Linked DNA regions of Danio rerio: region 1 is linked to region 2. The links are chromatin contacts, called in public Hi-C maps. All regions are on one chromosome and are shown on one strand. The core of a region is the stretch at or near the end of the contact, and the rest is flanking DNA. Distances in the headings are between cores, read along the strand shown.

The links. Hi-C and Micro-C count contacts between places; a contact is called where the count stands out from the background.
Region 1: a contact with region 2 is called in a Hi-C map of an unstated tissue, with 2.3 times the contacts expected there. The contact joins the promoter of sema3bl here to the enhancer-like site in region 2. A contact is called at or near these places in 2 of 18 Hi-C or Micro-C datasets (caudal fin and an unstated tissue) and 1 of 4 datasets of contacts at active chromatin or transcription factors (caudal fin).

The regions. Positions count from the first base shown.
Region 1 is chr8:28,419,897-28,425,416 of GRCz12tu, reverse strand. sema3bl (sema domain, immunoglobulin domain (Ig), short basic domain, secreted, (semaphorin) 3bl) reads right to left here and starts at 3,405. Exons shown (of 15, transcript NM_001122712.1): 1 at 3,080-3,405. The coding sequence starts at 3,173.
Region 2 is chr8:28,352,671-28,357,931 of GRCz12tu, reverse strand. It overlaps a transcript of zgc:136971 not described here. Among named protein-coding and RNA genes, the nearest start is that of zgc:136971, 23 kb to the right of the region's middle. Within about 2 kb of position 3,716, at least 5 of the 62 cell types and tissues checked have an H3K27ac peak or open chromatin away from gene starts, as enhancers often do.

The sequences.
Region 1 (5,520 bases), core at 2,156-4,655, 68 kb before region 2:
TCCCTCAAAGCACCTTTAATATTTAGAGCAATTCTTAATCTAGCACTCCAATCTCATGGGAGAGTTTCACAACATCCATCTTACAGACATGAAACTCTGTGGCCTGTTCTCTCAAACAAACGGTTCCAGGGAGCTGGGAATATTTAGGGAGTGAGAAAATGTGAACGAAACACAAGAATCATCAAACATTCTTTTAGTGACAGATTCTTTAGCCAGACCTCACAAACCCTCCACAAACATCTGGGCAACGCTGCAAAAATAAACTCATTAATTCATTCATGTAAACTAAAACAAACACAGATCCGCCCACCTCTGCGTCTCTGTGTATGTTCAACCGTAAAAGAGAAAAGTGTGCCAGTGTGTGTATATGAATGCTTGCGGGTGTGAAAGCAAGTGAGTGAGGGAAACCTTGTGTCTCCTCTTAAATCAGCACACACATTTCACAGACCAGAGGTCAGAAGTGACCCACCAATAGACCCCACAGATCCGCACACACACTTTCTGCCCAGCTGCTGGCATATGCAGGCCATTCCTCATTTCCCATTTAAAGCATAACATGCTCCCTCCAGACCAATCCATACAGCTCTGACAGCTTGATGAGTTTGTGCATGCTTTAGCCTTTTTGGTGGGCAGAATGATCAACAGGCGTTCTAAGAACCGTCAGTTGTGAAAATTTAAACATATGTAGTCCAAGTGGACAAATCTCTAGGCCGATCATTATCAAAGTTAATAGCCCGTCCATGGAGAAGAACACAGGCCGATTACATGCAATCAGAGCTCCACGCAGGGACTGTGCGCGCATTAGATGACCGCAGTAAACTCTGCACAGATGCGCTCCAGTCACGCACTCACACTGCTGGAGGGAAACCGGACACTCGACTCAGTTTCTAATCATTAATGAAAACTACTTAAGAGGCACTGATAAACAATTAAACTAACTACTGCTACACATTCATGTCACCACCTTAACCCTGGGGTAAAACGAATTTAACAAAAATAAAAATTTCCAGTTAATTTATTCACCCTAAGGTTAATAGATGTAGCCGTCTTATTTCTTCTGGAGAAACTAGAAGACCATTTTTAGCACAAACCATCGTTTTTGGACATGTAAAATGCACGTCAACAGATACCAGAACTTTTAGAGTCAAATAAACATTCATTCATTTTTCCTTCGGCTTAGTCCCTTTATTCAGCAGGGGTCACCACAGTGGAATGAACAGTCAACTTATACAGCATATGTTTTACACAGCGCATGCCCTTCCAGCCACAACCCAATACTGGGAAACACCCATACACTCTCACATTCACACACATACATTAGTCAATTTAGTGTATTCAATTCACCTATACCGTGTCTTTGGACTGTGAAGGAAATCAGAGCACCCAAAGGAAACCCACACAAACACGAGGAGAACACGCAAACTCCTCACAGAAATGCCAACTGTCCCAGCCGGGATTCGAACTAGTGACCACTGAGCAACCGTGTCACCCTCTAATAAACATATTCAGGCAAAATAAAATTTGCAGCTATTGACTCCTGGTGTAACATTTAGGACTTAAATTGAGCAAAGCAACTAGATGATAAAACATTTTACACTATTACCTGTAATCTACAGCCTCAGCAAAAGGTCCTGATCACATTCACACATAATGAAGTGTGCGCATGTGAGTTTCACAGGCAAAATCACACCAAAATCACAACCTGAACCTGCTCATTTTAATCTTTCTGATACAGTTCTCAACATCCAGGATATGTAAAAGTAGGAAACATTTTCTTGTAAAAAAAATTGCAGATATTGTTAAACAGTCCAATTATGTTCCTTCATAAGACCTTAATGTATCATGGGTATTTATTTTGCCCTTATGTTTTTTCCTGTGCAGTTTTAGCTAAAATCTTATTTAATGTACTAAAGAACAAGTCGCCTACATTCTGGCTGGCTTGATGGTAAATTAACATAAAATATGGCTGAACTATCCCTTTAAGCAAAAATAATCTTCATTTCTTTGCCTACTCACAAAAGCTACTGCATGATAAAGAAACATTTTTTTTTTCTTTTCATTCACTTGTGTGGGTAAAACGCAAAGTACACCTGCATACGTTTAACATCTGATGTTGTGTTCCTGTGAATAAATAAGCCATATAATGTACGCATTTGGGTTGAAGAGTAGTAGTTTGATAAAAGTCTGACCGCGGGGAGGTGTGCGCGCGCCAGGAGACTTTGAGGATGGGAGATCCCGGAGTATGAACAGCTGAAACCCGGAGTCCTGACGTAGCGTTTTCCCACAGTTTAAAAAAAGATCTGCCACAGCATCTCTCTGGAAGTTCAATGCCATGCAAAGACGGAAACGCCACTGCAATCGTGCTGAATAGGGCTCTCAGGTTTAAATCTGATAAAGTCACCAAGGGACTGCGCACAAGAGTCAATGCGCAAAGCAGGATGCGTGGAAAGCAATTTAAATGCGAAAAGCGACAAAAGAAACGGCTTACTGGAAACAATATTATAAGACTTTTTTTTCCATCTTCCGCCTTGTATTGACAAAATATATTAATACATAAATATAAATATCTAGTGAACATTATTGCATTTTGTTCTACAACTTTGTCATGTTGAGCATGCTGCAACACAATAATTCCGTTAATAAATCACATTGTGACGAAAGAAAAATGGGTTTTGAGCATTGTTGAAATGTTTAAGATTTTTCATAGTTTTCTATATACTGCAACAATGTACAGGTTTTAGATTGGCATTATGCTATCATTCGAAAACTTAATATCACAGACTGCATTAAATAATAGTCATCATGAGTCGTGTGTCCCTGGTTGCAGTAATTGTGTCACGTAACGTTATATTGTGTAAAATAATTCACACACACGATGGCGATGGCAACATTAACCTTCTCACTTAAAGAGTGAAAATAGACAATCATTAACTAGCACACTTAAAGCACTAGACTCTCCTCACAGGAGCCGAACAAAGCTTAAACAGATCATTTACATCTTCATTGAGTCATCTTTGGCTTTGCGTTTGATGAATACTCATTAAAAGTTAAATTATCCAGATCCAAACATTTGGCTTACCTTTGTGTGTCAGGCGAAGACGCGGCACGTTGACTTTAGTACAGGAGCTTAACGGCAGAACCAACGCCACCAAAACCAGAACCGGTAATTCCATGCTGAACAGACCACTTTCAGTTTACCTTTCTTCACGTTATACTTTAGCTTTTATAAAGTCTTCTTTCAGGCTTCCTCATATAAAGGTTTGGACGAACTGCGCACACAAAAGGGCGCTGGACATCCACAGGTCCCTAAATGTGAGCAGGTCTCAGGTAACGTTAAGTTAGCTCTCTGCCCTTGTGCAGTTTTTCCACACAGCTCCAGCTCAAGCGCGCAAGTCTCCCTTTCTCTCTCTCTCCCTCTCTCTGTCTTGTCTGTTGCTCTTTCTCTCATGTAGTTCGTCCGTTAAGTCCCGAGAAACGCGCTCCCGCCCTCTCAGCGCCTCGAGAGCGAAACGGGTCCCCCGGTACTCGCCTTCAGTTCCTCTCTTTTGCGCTTCTTAGTGCCACCAAGGGCACAGTTTGCTAGTTCTCGGAAATCTTTCTATTTTTATCTACTTGCATATGCCTTTATAAGCGTTTAAAGTTGTTAGCGCACAAACAGTAGTCGCGTTCGCGTGAGGATGTAACCATAGCAACAGCAGGCGGCACGCGCGCTTTCCTCTTAGCTTCACGACGAGACAAACCTCAGAAGGATAGACTGCTACTACACCCAAAAATACTGACAGAAGTATCATTTAAAAGCAGAGCATGAAAAGCATCGAATAATTCATACGCTGCCCATGGCTTTTCTCCAAACAACCCATTCAAAGGTATTGCACATCTGCAGATGAAACCGTTGGGAGGAACACAAAACATTGACTTGGAAAATTATGCAGCCCACACTGAAACGAGTTTAGATCCGTCATAAATCAAACTAGCTTAAAACGGCTTAAAGCTACTTAAACACATGAGAACTGTGCCTAAGAAAGATTAATTTTGACCATTAATCACCATTTCCTTATACAAACAATTTTTTAGATATGAAATCACATGTAGGCCTTACACATGAGCTGCATGGTAGCGTGTTTTACAGTTTGAGTCATTATGGCTATTGTGGCTAAAACTAGTATTTATGATGGATCTTTTTTCGTTTAAGCACAATGAAATGAAGAAAAATGCTTAGTAAATTATTTATATTTAAGAACAAGCTAAACACTTCAAATAAGAACAAGCTAAACACTTCAATACATTTAGGAGGACTGTTTATCTTATCTACGTTAAGTACAGAAACTTGTTTCTACCATGTTTAACATAAAAATAGGCATTTTATCTCAATTCTGAGTTAACGACTCTGAGTTCTGAGGAGAACAAAAAGTCTAAACATTGAGGTTTAAACATACAATGATGACCCTTTTTTGCAATTCAGAGATGAGATCCTGTTGATCTAAGTTTATATCTTGTAATTCAGATTTTATTTCTCAAACTTCTGAATTCACAGTTAATGGGCTATATGCACACCAAGTGTTTTTAAGCCACTGAGAAAAATTTCATAAGGTTTCTTTTACAGCATCGATGTTGTAACCTGATTAAAATATAATCAATTAAATAGACTTAGGCATTCATTTAGTTGTTCAAGCGTAAAACGAGATGAAAGACCATTTTAATGCAAACGGGGCAGGAGCAGAAGCAACGGTAAATTCAATTTCCATATTTTAAAGACATGATGCGGAACAATCAAAATTTAATTCAGTAGTTCTTGTCCCATCCAATGTCCACTTTGTATCATGTCTCAGTCAGTTTTAATGAAATCAGATCTTAAAAGGGGTGATTTTGTAATGGTATGACAGTCACCAGAAGTGCTTGAGCTGTCTTATTGAAAAATTTCAAAAGTCTGTGTCCATATAGCCCATTAAAAAGTGCCTTGTTGCAACTACAAAAAGTGGCATGCTGCTATATTGCGTATAGCCTGCCTCAAAGCTATATCACAACATTCAATTATTTTTTTCTTTTTTCTCAAAACCACCAGATATAATGTTGCTATTCAAAATTGCAGGATAAACGATCCTGAGGCAAAAAAAAAGTCAGGAGTGCAGGATGTTAACTCACAGTTGCAGTTAGTTATGTTTCCATTCACCTGTTTTTATGTGCATTTTGGATATGTGCATTAAAAATGGTTGAAGGAAATGGCAAAATGTGCATAAAATTTTAAAAATATGCATAAAAATGTATGCACATAATTGATAAACTTTTTATTCAATAAAAAAAGATGCTTATAAGATACAATAGAAACACTTTTACCAAACAAATTCCAGTATGCACATTAAAAAAGTCATGTGATTTTGTTATGAGAGATCATGTGATTATAAAATTGTGTGTGGATGGACAAACCTGCAAGGCTAAGCACATTGTAAAACATCTGAAATGTTTGGTCATTCTAAAACACTTAACCATTTTGGTATTAGAGATAATATATTATTAATGTCC
Region 2 (5,261 bases), core at 2,467-4,966:
AGTTTGGACGAATCTACAAGTGTTTACTCATTTTGATCAGTGTTTTTTCACCCAAACACTTCATTTAGCTATTTTTTGCAATGTTCTTCAGAATATATATTATTCAATTTAATTCAATTCAATTCAGCTTTATTTGTATAGCACTTTTATAATGTAGATTGTGTCAAAGCAGCTTCACATAAATGGTCATAGTAACTGGAACAGTGTAGTTCAGTTTTTAGTGTTTAAGTTCAGTTCAGTTCAGTTTAGCTCAGTTCAGTGTGATTTAAAATCATTATTCATGAAATAAGCTTGAACATCTTTTTTTTAAACTCCTCTTAGGATAGCTTCAAATATGACAGGCATATAATATTGTAATAGGCAGTATTGGTATCATGTGTATACCATGCAGTATTCAACTGAATATAGTCAAGCCGAAATTATTTATATCCCAGGAGTATAATTGTGGACTTGACTGTAGATGTATGCGCATGCACAATAATCACATAAATAACACATCTGTGTAACACAATGGACAAAGTGAAAACTTTGTCCACTTATACATTTCTCCATAATAAATTAAGTAGAAAAAACTGTCATTTGTTTGTTGTTAATCCAAGTAAGTTGATCCAATGTTTCTTCAGTGTGAAATTTATTTATGCAGTAATTTTCTGTAACTTTCACAAGATTCTGTTTGATCATTTTCTTTGCTCACAAACCAGTGTCAAATTGTTGCACTGCTATTTATTATTGCGTACAGAACACACACACACACACACACAGAGAGTTTCATCACCCCGTCTCACCCTAGTGCCCAGTCATAACACTCAAATGCTGACAGGAAATGTCAGTTCTTTACAAGTGACCACATATTCTCCATCTCCATCACTCCCAGGAAAGCTGCAGCCAAACGGCGGAAGTGAGGGAGCGATGGAAAGCGAAAAAGAAAAGAGGAGAGCCACTGGAATATGAAGGTGTTAGTCATCTGTGTGTTTATATAAACGATGCGGGGAGAAAAGCAACATGCGAGAGAGCGTGTTAAACGCATTTCATCAAGTAAAGTGGCGATGCTATTAGCTTAAGTTGTTTAGTGACAGTTTTGCCCTTTTTACCCAGTTTACTCTTTGACCGATCACCTCCCCTGCCAGGGGCAACTAATGGACTCATCCATTACACTGACAACTGAGCAGAGGGTTGCGGAACGGCCCACGAATACAAGCATGGGGGAGGAAAGGTGAGCTGAATTAATGTCTTTCAGCAGCATGCTAATTACCCCAAAAGTCTATTACCCTCCGGCCCTCTGAACACATAAACAAAAACACACTTTTCACGCCCAATGAGAGTGAAGTAATGTTTTCAGGATTGCAAAAACTCACACAACATATCAGTCACATCCCTTACGGTAAGCAGTATCACATTTCCTATCCAACGTACTAAATCACAAGCAGGTGGAAATGCTCTCGTTTAATCTCCTCTACTCAGTCTAATCCCATCCAGAGCCTTCTGTCTAAACACACTGATAACCACACACGAGCAGCCCGTCCGCTTGTGTATTCTTTCATTAATGACTGTGACTGGTCAGCTCTGTCCCTCCTCGTTCACCCTTAACACAATCTTCTAAACAATCTCGCTGCTCTTCCTCTGGGTTGGATTCTTTTATTGCTCTACCCTTTTGCTCAATTTTCCACATTGTTATTATGTGAGAAGAGCACTGGGCACTTCTAGTGTGAGTGACTGCAGAGAGTTTAGAGAAATTGGAGTAAGATGGGCTTTTTGTAATATTTTCTGAAGATGCGGTCAGGGTTTGGGGGGTCCATTGTCGCGATCTGTATGTAGCACACTTTAAGACTGGAAAACACCATTGTGTAGTGTCAGGCCATCAGTGAGCATCTGTCAGGCTAGCTTGTTTGGGGTATGTAGTAGGAAGGAGTTTGCCGATTCAGCATGTAGGATCAACATTGACCCTTAGTGAAAGAAAGCACTCTCATTGGCTGTTCAGCTACAAATCAGATCACAAGAGCAAAAACTGAAGTGATAAAACTAAGTAAACAATGCAAGTCGAGAGGAAACACAAAGTATCCGGTTGTCATCTTGTTACAATTCTTTAAACAACATGTTATATGTTTTTATAATAATCTCAGATGGGCGACATGGTGGCGCAGTGAGTAGCACGACTGCCACACAGCAAGAAGGTCGCTGGTTTGAGTCCTAGCTGGGTCACTTGGCATTTCTGTTTGGAGTTTGCATGTTCTTCCCATGTTCGCGCAGGTTTCTTCTGGGTGCTCTAGTTTCCCCCACAAGTCCAAAGACATGCGCTACAGGTAAATAGGGTAAGCTAAATTGTCCATAGCGTATGTGTGTGAATGAGAGTGTATGGATGTTTCCCAGTGATAGGTTGCATCTGAAGGGGCATCCGCTGCATATGTAAACCATGTGCTGGATAAGCTGGTGGTGATTCTGCTGTGGCGACCCCAGATTAATAAAGGGACTAGGCTGAAAATTAATGAATGCAACAGAAAATGAATGACTGAATAATATCAGACATATTTGCAGGAGCTAATCCCTCTGTGGTGAGTGAGAAGTACTGGAAATGATATGTAAAGGTTGCTTTGTTTAGGGTTTGTATGTGTGCAGCACTAGTTTCGGTTAGCCTGACCTACTACTTCCGACGAGATTCTGAAGTGCGCACCCCATGCACGCTGGGCTATCCCATGCAGCCCCACTAATGGGAAATGGGAGTGAAGCGACGCAACTGACGCGGGTAGGTCACATGACCATGAAAAAAAGGAGGATGTAGTACATCCAAATTCCATTAATACTTCTCCCATTCATACTGTATAGAACGTACTTTTCTAACGCCCGAGTAGTACTTTTAAATTCAAATGCAGTACCTACTGAGTAGTAGGCGGTTTCAGACGCAGCCCATGAATAAAACAAATTTAGTTAAAATTTAAATATATGAAACTATGTTTTATCTGTTATGTTTTGGTGCAGCAGCAATAACTGAAAAAAAAGCTTTAATAAAAAACACAAATATATAAAAAACAAAACTGAAAGAATATGATCAATAAAAGCTATAAAAGTAGATATAAATTAAAGGCAAGTATGTACTATAACCAAATAAATACATGTTATACATGTCAAGTCAATGTATAATGTGCGTTGATCAAAAATTACTATATAATAATAATTAACATTTAGTTGATGCTTTTAGGCCTGTTGACTGTCATGGATTCATAAGCTTTCACAGAAATTAACATATACATCATTTCAATTGTAGGGCAAAACAGGCCTCATCACAGTGAATGTAGACTCATTATGTGCTTATGCTGATGTACAAGAAGTAACATTTGATCATTCCTGCTCACATGTTGTTTTAACAACAGTTATGATATTATTGCAGTCGTTCAAAAATGAGGTAAGTTGACCCAGTTTGAGTTATATTCAATGCATATTTAGGTGACAATAAAAAACTGCTATTATATTATGATACCTGTTTATCAGTTTAAAGATAAGATTTCTTAAAAATTACACAAATAAGCTGTTTGTTAAAGACTTGAAAAGTCAATGTGAGAACTTAAGAATAAGAAAGCAGTCTGAAGGATTTAATTTATCTTTTATTATATTATTTTGCCAACTTAAATCAATTCAGTGCACTGCTTCAAGCTGTGCCATATTTATAGCTGTTGATTCAACCCACCCCAGGCCTGCTGTTGGATCTTACCCAACTTCCCAGCATTCTGGAGAAAAATGCCTGAACCATCAGATAAGGCTAACTTTTGTCTTTTCGTCTAGCGGTCACATCACAGCTCATGAAAGTAGCAACTAAGCTGTGGCTCATTTTACCCCGCTCTCCTTCTACACAGTCTGACCTTAAACCTACTTACATTTTTCTCCCTGTTCCTCTAATCTGCTTCTGCTTTTCATCTGCTTTTCACCCCCTGGCTGCTTTTGGGGTGTTTGTGTTTATTCTCGAATTCTGCCTCGCCATTTAATCTTCTTTTATGAGAATGTCTTACAGCATCTAAGCAGACGGAGGCACAAAGGAAAGACCTATAATGAAATCTGACCTGCCCAAGACCCAGACACCTACACCAAACCCCATCAAAGGGGGAATTTTAATACAGACCTTTCTTTCTCCTACACACAAACACACACAGATAGAGAGAGAAAGAGAGACAGACAGTGGTCTCAGGTGACCTGTTGTGTTCCACTTCTCTCTCTGTGGGTCATTAGCAATGCAATCTTAACAGGGTATAAAGCAATCTGTCCCCTGAGATGCCAGCATATTGAAAATCCACATGCTAAAATTGGCTATAAAACACTGCAACACAAAGCTGATTGGTGCTCAACATGCCAAACCAAAGAAGCTAATAATAATAGAATCAAAAAACATTCAAAATAAGAGTTCATAGCAGAAACACAGGAGCTGAAAGGATCTGTCCAAAGGGATTTGGAGATTAGGTGCTCAAACAACAACATTTTTGCAAATCTATGAAACAAAGAAATCTTTGAGGAAAGGATCTTTCTTAAGCTGCTCTACGTGAAATGGACACGGCAGTCTCAGGCTGTGTGCAAAACGCTGCCTCTGTAGGCGACATATTAGGCTAGAAAGGCAACAAGGCACATCTAAATCCAGTTATTGTGTCACATCTTGTCTACAGATATGTCTTTGTCTGGCATGCCTTTCACTGCCCGTGATATTCCACAACTATGTGCTTTTCATTTAGTTAAAGTTAAGCTAAAAAGTAATACAAAAAATCAGAATTAAAGAAGGAATCAGGGTGATGTCCTTTCAAACTAGCTTGCTAATCAGAAATGCTAATTTTAATAGCAGCTTTTCAGAAACGTTCTGGTGTACTATTGGTCCATTTGGGATGACAGAAAAGGTAAGTGTGGCTCTTCTTTTGCTTGAAAACCTCCTCCAGTTCAGTTCGTCATTGTCACACATACAAAATTAACTCAAAGACAGAGAACCTGCTTTATTGTAGAAATTGACTGAATTAAAACACTGACCTTGTAAAGCTTTATCTACTGCATGATGAGCTCTATATATGTGATGCAAGTATATATATATATATATATATATATATATATATATATATATATATATATATATATATATATATATATATATATATATATATATATATATTCTCACTGTCAATAGTGCTATTATTATAGGCTTTAAATACTGTCATTTTAGTTAAATGTTTTAAATTCATACAAAGAAATTTTTTTTTCTGTATTTTAGGGTCTGAAAGGTTAAGGTTGATCGTCTG